Linked DNA regions of Mus musculus: regions 2 and 3 are each linked to region 1. Evidence: chromatin contacts called from public HiCAR-type and HiChIP or PLAC-seq data. All regions are on one chromosome and are shown on one strand. The core of a region is the stretch at or near the end of the contact, and the rest is flanking DNA. Distances in the headings are between cores, read along the strand shown. Region 1 overlaps Zfp536 (zinc finger protein 536). Region 2 has its middle 4.5 kb from the start of Ccne1. Region 3 overlaps Gm30771 (a long non-coding RNA gene).

The links. HiCAR-type assays count read pairs that join an accessible place to other places. HiChIP or PLAC-seq counts read pairs in DNA pulled down with a chosen protein or histone mark.
Region 2: a HiCAR-type map of astrocytes shows a contact between it and region 1, with 3 times the contacts expected there. The contact joins two enhancer-like sites. A contact is called at or near these places in 3 of 39 promoter capture datasets (cranial neural crest, embryonic stem cells and hippocampal neurons) and 1 of 115 datasets of contacts at active chromatin or transcription factors (astrocytes).
Region 3: a contact with region 1 is called in an H3K27ac HiChIP or PLAC-seq map of embryonic brain, with 6 times the contacts expected there. The contact joins two enhancer-like sites. A contact is called at or near these places in 3 of 115 datasets of contacts at active chromatin or transcription factors (bone marrow-derived macrophages, embryonic brain and embryonic stem cells).

What each region holds. Positions count from the first base shown.
Region 1 is chr7:37,561,332-37,565,470 of GRCm38.p6, reverse strand. All of the region lies in intron 4 of Zfp536 (zinc finger protein 536), which reads left to right. Among named protein-coding and RNA genes, the nearest start is that of 4930505M18Rik, 110 kb to the left of the region's middle. Within about 2 kb of position 2,265, at least 110 of the 459 cell types and tissues checked have an H3K27ac peak or open chromatin away from gene starts, as enhancers often do. A contact at or near this core is called in astrocytes and embryonic brain, where this site is marked.
Region 2 is chr7:38,109,961-38,114,099 of GRCm38.p6, reverse strand. No RefSeq gene overlaps it. Among named protein-coding and RNA genes, the nearest start is that of Ccne1, 4.5 kb to the right of the region's middle. Within about 2 kb of position 1,914, at least 82 of the 459 cell types and tissues checked have an H3K27ac peak or open chromatin away from gene starts, as enhancers often do. A contact at or near this core is called in astrocytes, where this site is marked.
Region 3 is chr7:38,083,404-38,087,542 of GRCm38.p6, reverse strand. The region is part of intron 3 of Gm30771 (a long non-coding RNA gene); the gene reads right to left. Among named protein-coding and RNA genes, the nearest start is that of Ccne1, 22 kb to the left of the region's middle. Within about 2 kb of position 1,717, at least 189 of the 459 cell types and tissues checked have an H3K27ac peak or open chromatin away from gene starts, as enhancers often do. A contact at or near this core is called in embryonic brain, where this site is marked.

The DNA of each region.
Region 1 (4,139 bases), core at 1,016-3,515:
TGCGGTTCAAAGACGAATTTAAATAAAACTCTTGACACAATGGTATTTTTATTGTTACCTGTTAGAAACCTGCAAGGTGAAGGGGAGGGGGAAATATAAGCCCTTAAGTAAAGAAAAAAAAAGTACTTATTAAGGCTTCTATTAAGAAATAACTGCAAAACACGGCCTTACAAATTTCTCAGAGTGCATAACAATGTCACAAAACTTCATTTGCATGGCTTGATTCTTTTTTTTGTTGAAAACTGGGTCAGTAGGGCCTGAGAAACTATTTTTTCAGATCTTAACCAATGAATTCTTCTTTATAAATCGCTGCTCTTAACATGATAGTAGTTTTGAATTCATCATAAAAAAAAAAAAACCTTTTTAGCAGAGCCTCTTAGAATAGATCTCTAGAAGAAGGCTTACAATGAGTGGCAGAGACGTCCTTTGTTATCTGATGTAATTCTTTGCAAAGGAGGATTGGGAACCGAGTGGCTGTTTAAAAATGTCTTGCTTAGACCGAGACGAAGAAGGGGTCAAGTTTGCAATCAAACAGTTATTGCCGAGATGGGCGACTGTCACTGGCTAGGCTAATGTGGGATGCAGCTGTTTGTTATGTGAGCAAAAGAATGTTTGAATCAGTGAACATGTGAAAATGATTCCAGTGAACCAGAAAATGTGTTTGTTCTTTTGCCTCTCCAAACTGCTGGGAACCGAGCGTAAGATCAACCGCGAGAACCAGGACCTCTGACAGGCAGAGGGGTCATATTTTCTAACAGGAAAGCAAGCGGCAGGACTTGCCACACAGATCAGCCACCCCCCCCCCATCTCCCTTTGTTGTTTTTGTTTGTTTGTTTGTTGTTTGATTCATTTATTATTTCACACCATAGTCCATGTCGTTTGCTTCTGTGTGCAATGCAAAGCGAAACTATTTGGAGAGCGTCAGCTTATAAATTTTACTCTTTTATGACATTTAAAAAGCAGGGCCCACTGTTGTGATGCCTCCTGGTTCTCTGGCTTGCCTGCAAAGGCTCTGATGGCATTAATCTCCGCATCTTTCCCTAAAACCTCCTCTCAAGCCACCGCTGTATCCTCGCTTCTGCTCTGAGTCAGAAAACAACTGAAGTTCTGTTTCTTCAGATTTTGCTTTGGAAATCATGCTTAGTATAATTAAAACTTAATGTACTAAGAAACGATACTGTTCATTATATCCAACAGGGCAGTTACCTTCTGAATCCCCCATCATTTTGGAGAGGGGATAATTGAAGTGTTGATGGTGGGAAGGGGGTAATTGAATGCATTGACCCTCCGTTCATTAAATAAAGTCAGCAAAGTTGCATGATCAATGGAAGCCAGGGAGGGAGAGATACAAAGATGGAAATATCGTTAACCCCTACTTCTTCTGCTCTAGCATTTTGAGTTGGACAAGGATTATTTGATCAGCTGGGCTAAAAGCCTTGGGGGTCGGTCTGCTTTTGTTGCTAGAATGCATTCCTGAGATGCTGGGTCTCCATCCCGCCTAGACCCATTGACCACTGCATCAAAGGCCTTTATCCACACCTCCCTGCAATACATTGGTGATAGTGATATGATAGATTTCTTCCTTTCCCACCTTCTTCTCTCTTGTGATTCACCTCCCTGCCCCCATTCAAGATAACCACTGCCTATTCCATACAAACAAACCCAAGCACTCAAAAGATGTTTTTAAGAACAAAAAGGAAAGAAAAAACTCAGTCTGAGGATTAAGGTCTCCCTCCCCTTTTCTTTCTTTCTTTTCTTTTAAAAAATTTTTTCCTTTTTTTCTTTTTTTTCTTTCTTTCTTTTTTTTTTTTTTTTTGCTTGTGCATTCCAATTGTTCTTAAAATATTTGGCAATGTCAATTAGTAACTGAGCAGAGTTAGCTGATGAACACAATTTTCCAGTAGACTGAGCACCCTATTGTTGCCGAGCGAACAGCAGATTTCTGAGGTCATTATCATTCGCTGGTTGCTTGGCCCAGCTGCTTCCTGCTGCAAAAGCCAAACTTTATACTGGAGCTCGGGGATGGCTGCAGCAACAGGGGGCTGGGAGGGGGGGAGAGCGGAGCTGGCTGCAGAGCCAGGGCCAGTCATTAGCAGCAGAGGAAACAGAAAGCAAAAGTTGAGAGGCCATTCCAGGAAAACTGCGAGGGGATCAGGCTCTGCCACCTTTGTCACCACGTTCTACCTCCAGGAGGGGAGCTAAAGGGTGCCCCCCAAGGCATGGCGGCAACTGACCTCTTGTAGGTCCCAACTTTGGGGGAACAATTGTTCCATTTATAAACTGCCTTAAGAATGTTTAGCCCATGGGAGAGCATGGGTGCCACTCCCTCATAGATAGATGAGACACTTTCGTTTTCCATTTTAAAAAGTCATTTGTAGATGCCTTTAGAAACTTGAAGATGAGTAAGCTCATGGATGGCAGGCAGGAAGCAGCGCTGTGTCATTTTGCAAAGGGACCTTTGAACGGGAGGTAGGATGAAATTCCCTGAATAATAAAATTTCATACAAGGGGCTCACTCCTATGCCCGTCAGCTTCTTCTTTTCCTCCACCCTGACTCCGGACCCCCACCCCAACCCCAGATTCATGGATTTGAAAAGCTGCACTATTTTTTTTTTAAAGCTCAGCTGTTAAAGCTGTACACCATATGCAGCCCTTCCGTCCCCGCCGTGGGAGCATGTGCAGGCGGCCACTGTGTTTGTGGAGATTTACGGAGGCCCAGCCTGTGTGTGCCGAAGCAGTGCCCAGGCAGACGCTGGCCAAGGTCCTTCCTCCAAAGTTGATGATTTGGTGGCCTCCTGCCTGGATGGATCCACTGGTTGAGACTCCTGGGGAATGTCAGAGAGGCCAAGAGTCAGAGGCCTGGGCATCCTCCCTTAGCCTTTAGCTCATGGTCCTGAGGTGGTCCACTTTCCTGGAGCAGCTTATGATGTCAGCTGACAGTCACTCACTGGCTGTCACTTCATCTCCTTTCTCCCATGGGAGCCCAATGCTTCCCAATATTTCGTTTTGGAATCAGCTTCCCATCCCAAGGTGGATTCTCATCGCTTTGTGTTTAGCAGCAACTATTTGCAAACAATATGGTGACACTCAGGGGCTTCTGTTGTCACACTTGGCCCCCTCGAATGGGGACTGTAAGCCCTGCTTCCTTTGAGGCTGCATGCTGGCTGTCCCTTAGCAACCCAGCCAGAGAAAAATGCCCTTAGCTCTGACAGTCTTCCCATCGGAAGTATGGCAGAAGAGATTCTGGAGGCCTTCAGCCTCCTCTACACTCTTTACAGTTTGTGGACACCATTTGGGGTACAGCTGATTAGATTCTAGGCCTATGCTTGCTCGAAGCCCAGCCAATGTTCAGATGATGGGCTCAGTTTACCAGTATGCAGACTGGGCGCCCTGTGGTGATCCCCTCTCTCCCCCCTGGTGTGCTCCAGCCCATGGATATGTGAGACACCCAAGGTGCTCCACGGTGCTCACCCAATTGAGCAATCAATGGTCACAAGTAAAACACGGAAGAGCAAAGGGCAGGTGACAGTGGAGGAAAGGATTAAACGGTTAGCTTGGAAAAAACGAGCACAGTTAAGTTTGTCCAGACGCAGGCATAGGAAGAATTGCCTTTTACCCATTCGCGGTTGTCTTTAGGTCGGTAGGAAATTCCACCCACCAGGTTGACTTTACCTGTGCTGAACTGGTGCAGCGTCTGTGTACAGGGTCCTTGGGGGGGTCCTCCTGCTCACCCCACCCTGGTCTTCATCAGGTAGCCTATCCTTTGAATCCCTTCTTTGGGTTGCTTTGCACCTTGCATACAAGAAATACATTTTCTTCTGGAAAGGAAGGCTGGAATGTACCTTAATTTACCCCTTGGAGGCCCAAATTTCATGTGACCTTTGGGAAGCTTGGGAGCAAGGCTAAATTTTGAGTCCTCAGTTTTACTATGGAATATTCCACCAATTCCAGACTCTAGACTCCCCAGGATATTTGGGGATCTCAAGATGAAAAATGTAGAATCCATTGAGAACTCAACTTTTTTTTGTGGGGGTGGGGTGGGCGGAGGGGAGGGAGACGGAGTTTCTCTGTGTAGCCCTGACTGTCCTGGAACCAGCTCTGTAGAATGGGCTAGACTCGAACTCAGAGATCCACCTGCT
Region 2 (4,139 bases), core at 665-3,164, 550 kb before region 1:
ACCATGCCCAGTCTACAATTTTGTTTTGTTTTTTTTTAACCCTAGATTTTTTTCACATCTTTAACTATGTGCAGGTGAGTAGGTCTACGTTGAGGGCAAGCAGGTAATTGCTAGTGCCCATGGATAGACACCATAGGTCCAGGACCCAGAATTTTTGTGAGCTGCCTTACATAGACGCTGGGAATTAAACTCAGTCAGTCCCTCTTCAGGAGCAGTGCCTGCTCCTAACCACTGAGCCACCCTCACAGTTTTAAGAGCTTTCCTATTATACTGTCATTATCTCTGCCCACCCACATCTCTTTCCTTCTTGCCCTACTGGAATTTGGTCCCCATTGGACAATGGCTCTCCCCTCTCCCCTCTCCCCTCTCCCCTCTCCCCTCTCCCCTCTCCCCAGGCACTGGCAGCCAGCACTATACTTTCTGTGCCTGTGAGTGTGTGTGCTCCAGGAACCTTGTGAAAGTGGCATCTCCAGATCACCTCCTGCGTTAAACGGCCCGGGACAGGCAGCAGGCTCTGCCTGGGTCCATCTGCTTTAGACATAAACATCTTGATGCTTTCCTTTCCTTGCATCTAGGGATGCTGGCTTTCCATTTAGGGCAGGGACAGGAGGTTTTCCTTTGCAAACACATGGACTAAAGTGGGAAATATAATTTGTAGTAAGAGGTCAAAGGTGGAGAGGCCCTCGGAACCCAGAACGGAGGGTGGAAGGAGGAGGGGGAAGCCTTGCCTTCACATGTGGAATAGCCTTTGTGTTTCTAACACCAGCAAAAGAATGTGCTGGGTACTGAACTCCACACGCCCAGCCTCCCGGAGCCTCCCAGGCCTCCCCGGGCTTCCTATCACCTCCTGGAAAGGCATGCTGAAGCACACCCCTTTGTCCTCTATCCATTCATCTATCCATTTATTTGCACAGACAAGCCAGGTTTCCAGAGTCTGGGCTGTGGTCTGTGCACACTCAGGAGCGGACCTAGTTGTTTCTGGTCTCACCCCCTCCATGCTTTCTTCCTGTAATCTCAATCCTCCCCTGACCCTCCAGGCGCTGAGTCAGCTGGAATTCCTTCCTAGGTGGGGTTTCAAAGCCAGACAAGCAAAGAGAACAGGTTGGTCCCTAAATTAGAAATAAAGATATGGGGCAAAATGACAATCATAACAATACTAAGAGTAGTAATGAATAACGGTGATGATGATGATGGTGGTGGTGATGACGATGATAAAGATGCGAAACGGGGAGCTTCCTGCAGTTGTTGTGCACAGATGTGGGCTCAACTTTGCCAAATTATTCCATTGTCCCACGAGTCGGAAACCCTCATGCATACAGGAATTCACATTTTTGCCGTTTTTCAGTGGGCTGCCAGCACCTGTCTGTGTGTAACTTCTGTTGGTTGCCAGGCCGATTGTAAGTGGATTCCAACGTGACAGATGACAGCGACTGAGGGATGTTAATAGACTTAGGCCTGGCACCCACAGAGGAATGTGTCCCTGGCTTCGCTGACCTAGTGGGTGAGGACCGCTGCCCTGGGGATTCGGAGGCTTGCTGCAAAGCCTGACCAGTTGCTCACTCTCTCACTCACTCATGACAACCATGATTTTCTGTGGCATAAGATAAGAAACCCAATCCCAACTAGCTAAGTCAATACTTGAAAATAATTGATTGGTTCCAGCATCCAGGAAGTTCCCAGTAATCCAGCCTTAAGCTTGATTGGACACAGGGACTCAACAAATCGGAAACCTGCCTCCCAGCAAACACCCCCCCCCCCCTCCACTCTGCTCTCCAGGAAGAGTTTGCCTCCAAAGCAGGTCAACTTATGTGGCAAGATGGCCTCGTGGCTGCAAGCCCACTTCCAGTCAGCCTAGCAACTCCTGAGGAATGTCATTGGCTCCGCTTGGGCCCCAGGCCTGTGCAGAAACCAATCACACAACCAGGAATGTGGTGCTCTGATTGGCCAAGGCCCTGTCTCCCATCAAAGTGCCTCAGAGGGTGGTGCTTAGAGAAAAATGTTGATCTCTGACCAGAAGTGAGAGCTGAGCCTCCTCCCTCAAGCCCCACCTCTGTGTTGCAGCTGTGTCTGTCTTCAGAAAACCCAAAATGAGGAGATTTTCCTGAAAGCTGGGGATATGGAGGTCGGACACAGAACAAAGCACCCTTGTGCCTTTGCCGTGCTGAGGCAGTCAGTGTTTGCAGCATATATGCCCCCAACACCCGACATGCTTATATACCCTCACTTCTTGAAGTGTCTGCAAATTAGCCTCTGATCCTGGCAAGCCAGAGCTTAGCTCAGAGTCCACACGCATCAGCTGTCACCTCTCTTCTATGTGACTCTAAGCTAAAAGGGGATTTTAATTTTCCTAGGAAGTTTTCATCGATCCTAGCTTCCCATGTAAGGTTGAATTGACTGGACGTGCTCCCCGATACAACAGAGTTAGGACTGACCAGTGTTACAGTCTTCCCACTGTGGGGCTCACTGAAACAGCGTGGGCTCGGGAGGCACAGCAAGTTAGCCTTGGGAGCAATTTGGAGCCATCCTTTCCCTGGGCAAACTTCTCCAGCAGCAGGGCCTCTTAACTTCCTATTCATACACATTTAAGGTGGGCTGGAGACATATCTCAGTGGTGAGATTGTTTAACATATTATGTGAGGCTCCGGGTTCCAGCCCAAGCACCAACACACACACACACACACACACACACACACACACACACGGTGGGGGTAGCTTGTCCAAGGCCCCCACTGTTCGAATAGTGTATTTTTCTGGTCTTCCTTCTCTGTAAACCTTATATCCTGGCTCGTGCATCTACCTCTCCACCACAATCAAGGACAGGGTCACACATGAAACTAAACCAAGACCTCCAACTTGCCTTGTGAATGAATAGTGAGCATATCTCTGGCACACTTACTGTGTCAAACACTATTAAAAGAGTTCTCTGCAGCTCTAGGAGCCTGGAAAGTTAGAATTACACCCATTTTGCAGATAGCCACGGAGCAGAGGGAGGCTGTCAACGATCCAAAAGACCAATGACAGGAGAGAGGTGCTACCTACGCTACACAGCAGCCGCATCGTGTCTCTAAGGCAATGTGTGAGGGTTCTTTCTATAGTCTTCCCCCAAGGCTGTGTTAGCTCTTAAGTGCTCTGGAGCCCATGTAGGGACAAAAGAAAAACGAACTTGTATACCTCAAAGCCAACTATTCCAGACGAGGGACCACCAGTGAGTTTCAAAGGCTTCAAACTGCACTGCAGAACTTTCCCTAGCCTTGGGCAACCATTAAATGTTTTTTCCTCCACGAAGCCCCCCAGCATTCATCTCCTCTTGAAATCATGGCCCCCAGAATTTTCTCAGCTCAGTCCTTACTATTCTAAACAACAACTGTCAATCCACATGGCTGACTGCCTCTCTTCTTAAATGAGATAAAGTTAAAATCTGACTTTTCTTGGTTTCGGTCTTTTAAAAAAAAGGATTGCTGGGATTAGAGAGATGCCTCAGAGGTTCAGAGTACTAGCTGTTGGTTTGATTCCCAGTGGCCACATAGTGGCCCACAGTACTTGTATTTGTATATAAAAACTCAGGGATGGTCTGTGAGTACCACTGAGTCTGATGCGGCAGACTCAGCTCCCTGTATGGTTGGACTCACTGCTTGACTACACAAGGCAAACACATACCCACCATTCAGTATGGTAGTCTACAGGAGCTGTTCAACAAACGGGTCTTGCAGGGACTAGAGAGAGGGTTTGGTTAAGACCCAAGTTGAGCAGCTAACAACCATCTGTAACTCAAGCTCAAGGGGCTCAGACTCCTTCTTCTGGTTTCCATGGACACCTTCACATATACAGAATTATGCGTACACACACATACATAAATAAAAATAAAATAAGAGCAGCCAGCGTCCCACTGTGAGCTCATTTGAGTGACCAGAGCACTCTAAGGCAGCATGGTCCAATCTGTAGAATGCGATGGGCTACAGGGATAAAACAAATTTGTTTTAGTTCGGTTTTTTGTTTGTTTGTTCAGGTCAGGATGTAAAGCATGTGGAGAAGCCAGAACTTTCCCTCGGCTCTTCCTGCTGCTTCTTCTTCTTCCCTGCAGAAGCAGCTCCTGCTTTGATTACTCATAACCATGATTACTCACGCTTTCCTCCTCTGTG
Region 3 (4,139 bases), core at 468-2,967, 520 kb before region 1:
GCTGGAGAAAAGCCCAGAGAGCATCTCTCAAGGTCACCATGGGTCAAGAGATGGCCAAAAGTCAGAGCAGGCAAAAGCCCTACACACCATGGGAGACTCAAGTCTGGTGGGCCACGTGACCTGAAGCCCCACATTTCATTCAGAAGTGGTAGCTAAGGTTTTGGGTCCCCTAAAAAGTCAGAGGAGATTAAATTAGAGTAACAACGGTCAGAAGAAGTAAGAAGTTTATGAATCCAGAGACATAGCCAAGCCACAATGCTATCTAGTTTCAGGAAGGGCTCCATCTGGGTGTTCAGAGGCGTCCATCTTGCCCAGCTTGGCTTGGTTCTGTGCTGACTTCATTCTCCACTTGCTATTTTCCAGTATCTTTTAGGCTGACATTCCTGCCGGCCAGAACTTCCCTCTCAGAGTATCAAGCTGAATGAATGGTCCTTAATCACAGTGGTCAAGGAATGTGGAGCTAGGGCAGGACAGGCATGTGGCATGAATCAGTCCCTGGGGCAGAACTCATCATCGGAACTACCTGACACCACAGAAGCAGGGGGTGGGGGTGGGGGTGGGGGTTGAGGTGGGGGGTGGGGGTTGAAGGGAGGGAGGGGGCGGCTGTCAGTGGTCTGGCAAAAGCAGCAGATACAGAAATAGCACAGAACCTGGTTAAGGCCTGAACAACAACAGAGGTGAGCTGCTGAACAGCGGCATCCTGCATTTCACAGCAGGACTCTAGCTGTAACTGGGAAGCCATGGTCACCCACTCCCCAGAAGTTGCTAGCTCCATTACGCAGTTTCAGTGACTGGCTTGGAGAAGCAGGCCTACCCCCATAGCCTCGGGGTTGGGCACAACTCAGCAGGGTTCTGTTAATTCTTCCTTTCCGCTGTGTCCTAGGGCTCCCAGTGTTTTGGCTTCCATATACCTTTTCCTCAACTTCACTCAGAGTAAAGAGGCAGTCCGAAGGAGGGTCTTCCCTAGCCAAAACTCCAAATTCTCTACAGAAAGCCTTTGTGCACCACGGAGCAAACCACACGGAGTGAGCCCAAAACCCCATGGCTGTTCTGGGAAGCACGGGCACAACACACGTGGTTGAATGTGCAAGGGCACTAGTTAGAGGGCATGGGGAGATTAAAAACAAAAGCATCATCTCAGAGGGACATATTGAGGCTGGAATGTTGGTAAATGAATCTGGAGAAACTGAACAAAACGGAGGCTCAGCAATTTGCCCAAGGTCAGACACTGAGCCTGGCTTCAGGGCCTACAGCTACATTGAGCTGCCTCGGAGCCTTAGCCTTAGATTAATGGAATGTCCCATTAACAAGCTCCTGAACCCTCAAACCCAAAATTGGGAGGGGCCCAGGTATGGGTTTTCAGGGCCGCAGGACCTAGCCGCTTAAGCCTGAAGAGGGCGCGCATTCCTCTCCGGGACTGCTGGCAGCTCAGCCTTTCTGCCTGGAGCACGCTTCCTACCAGTCCCAAGCACTCGGGTCCCCCCTTTTAGGCCTCCTCGGGCCCGCCAGTCCGGGATGACAGCTTGGCTGGGCCCCACGCCTGGACTGCGCCCGGTACGGCGCCTCCCCCCGGTCACGCGGCACAGATGGGAGAGGAGGAGGACGAGGAGGAGAGGAAAGGAGGCCCTTTGGGGCAGAAGGGTAGGAACCCGCTGCACTGGGCGTCGCCTCTGAAAGGGGCTCTGTGCGGCTCGGGGAGAAGAAAGGGGCAAAGAAATGGAGGAGGAGCTGTGTAAGGAGCAGTGATGCAGGCTCAGGTGTCCGGACCCCACCGCAGTGTTCCAGCCACACCCAGACGGAAACCATGGTCGACGGTTTGGCCTGCGCCCGTCTCTAGACTGCTAGCTGGGGGAGCAGGCACCCCTGTCACCTCATTGTGCACGGAGCAATAGGCCTCGCCATGTTAGCCAGACCAAATGTAGCCCTTAGGGCAAGGGCAGAACGTAGGAGTCGGAGCCCAGAACCTCTTGCCACGCAAGCCACAAAGCAAGGCCCAGGAGCCCTGCTGTCCAGGGCAGATCTTGGTGGCGCCACTTTCCAGCCACGTGGCTTGGAGCAAGTTTCTTTACTTCATCTGTGAAATGGGAGAGCGCGCACGTAGTGGGGTTATTATGTAGGGGGGTTTCGTCCCCTAGGGCTGGGCCTGCCTTGGTCACAGCTCTCACCAATGCAGCGGGATAAAGAAACTGAAGTTGGGGACAGAACCAGGCCGCCCCAGTCCCGCGCCGCCCAAGACCTCCATGCGCGCGCGCGCGCGCACCTTACCCGCCTCCTCCTTCGGAACCCGCAGCCCCGCCCTTCTGGCTCAGGCTGAGCTCCACGTGCGGCGTGTTTACACACGTGACTCCAGGGCCCGCCCACCCAGCCTCCGCCTCCGATCCGACCCCGCCCCTGTCCCCGCCCCATGTCCTCTGCGGCTGCGCGGCGTCGAGCTAACGCAAAGCGCCTCTGTAACAGAGCCAAAGCGTAGGTGGATCTCTGGGTAGGCGGGACTTTGGGCCTCCTCGTGGCTTCCTCGCGCACCGCGAGGGGGGCGGGACTGGACGGTCACGGGCGGGGCCAAGTGTGAGCGCAGGCTCTAGGCAGGGCGTCGCGTGGGCGGGGCTGAAGAGAGCTGGGCGGTGGCGCTGGGGTCCGGCGCATGCGCAGGCACACCAAGCTGTACAGCTTTCAGACCTGCTTTCGCCACGTTCCTAGTCCTGCCCCTGTGTAGGCTGAACCAGGTAGAACTAAGAAGGACACATTGACGCCCACATTTCACTGCGTTTTGGGCAAAGACGGGCTCTCCAGGATTCTCTTCCCTTGCCCTCCTGCTATTTCTCCCTTTCTTCTGGATTGGTTCGGTGCAGGCCTGTTGTGGCATCCTGTTTGTCTTTGATACCTTACCAGTCATACCATTGAAGCTCATTACACCTTCTCTTTTTCCTCTCTCCCTCTCTTCCATCTCTCTCCTCCGTTACTTCCCACCCTCTTCTTTCTCTCTCATACTAGGGATTGAACCTAGCCCTGAAGCGAACTGTCCTTGTACCGTACCGCCACCCCACTGGGTCCAAAGAATTTCAGCACCTACATGATGACACAAGTGGAAAATTGCTTCAGTACCGTGCCTGCCTGCCTGCTGCCATTTTTACTTTTTCTTTTTAGAAACCAAGTTTGCCCAGGCCTGCCTTGAAGTCTCTTCGTAGACCCAGGCTAGCCCTGAAGTACCTCTGTTAGGCCCAGGCTGGCCTAGAATTTGTGATCCTTCTGCCTCAGCGTCCCAAATAGCTGATATTTACAGTCAAACCCAGCTTCCGTAAACCCTAAGCAGACTCCGAGATCGTGCTTTATCCCTCACCACTAGCAGACTTCCTCCTAGATGTATCACAAACCCTTTTAAGCCAACATATATGGAGTGAGCCCCTTTTTTCTCTGAACTTTGTGTCACACCCCATTTCTGCAGTGCTTAGCACTGCAATCCACCTTCTCAGGAGGTTAGGCCTCAGACAAAGACAATTAGTCTTGATGACTGAAATTTAAATGCCTTGTAATCTCCCTTCCTAACCAGGGAGCATTCGGGAAACAGAGGTGGCCAGATCTCTAAATTCAAGGCCAGCCTGGTCTACAGAGCTTGTTCCAGGACATCCAGGGCTACACTGAGAATTCTTGTCTTGAGGGGGAAAAGAAAGGATCTCCCCTCCCTTCATTGTCTGCTACACTCATGTCTGTGACTCCAAAAGAGCCTCACACTGTATCTGTTTGGATTTTTAGAAGATCTGCCATCCTGTTTGTCTTTCCTCAAGTCTAGCTAACATTTCTAAATGATTGCATTAATTATCTGTAGGGAGAAATCCAAACCTCTTCATTAAAAGAAAGACAGGAAAAAAGACAAAGGTGTCTTTGGCTCTCCCTCTTGGTTCCAAGACCACCAAAATTATCAAAACTGAGGATACTAAACCTTTACAGAGGATAATGTAGTATCTGCTTATAACCTGTATATAGCGCTCTGTGTCTCTAGAGTATCATACTTAATGCCATAATATATATTATATATTATGCTCTATTGTCTAGGGAAAAACATAATTTGGAATTTTCTATGGAAATTTTCTATGGGATGGTGTGTATGGTATGTATACACCTGCGTGTTCCCATGCAGGTGT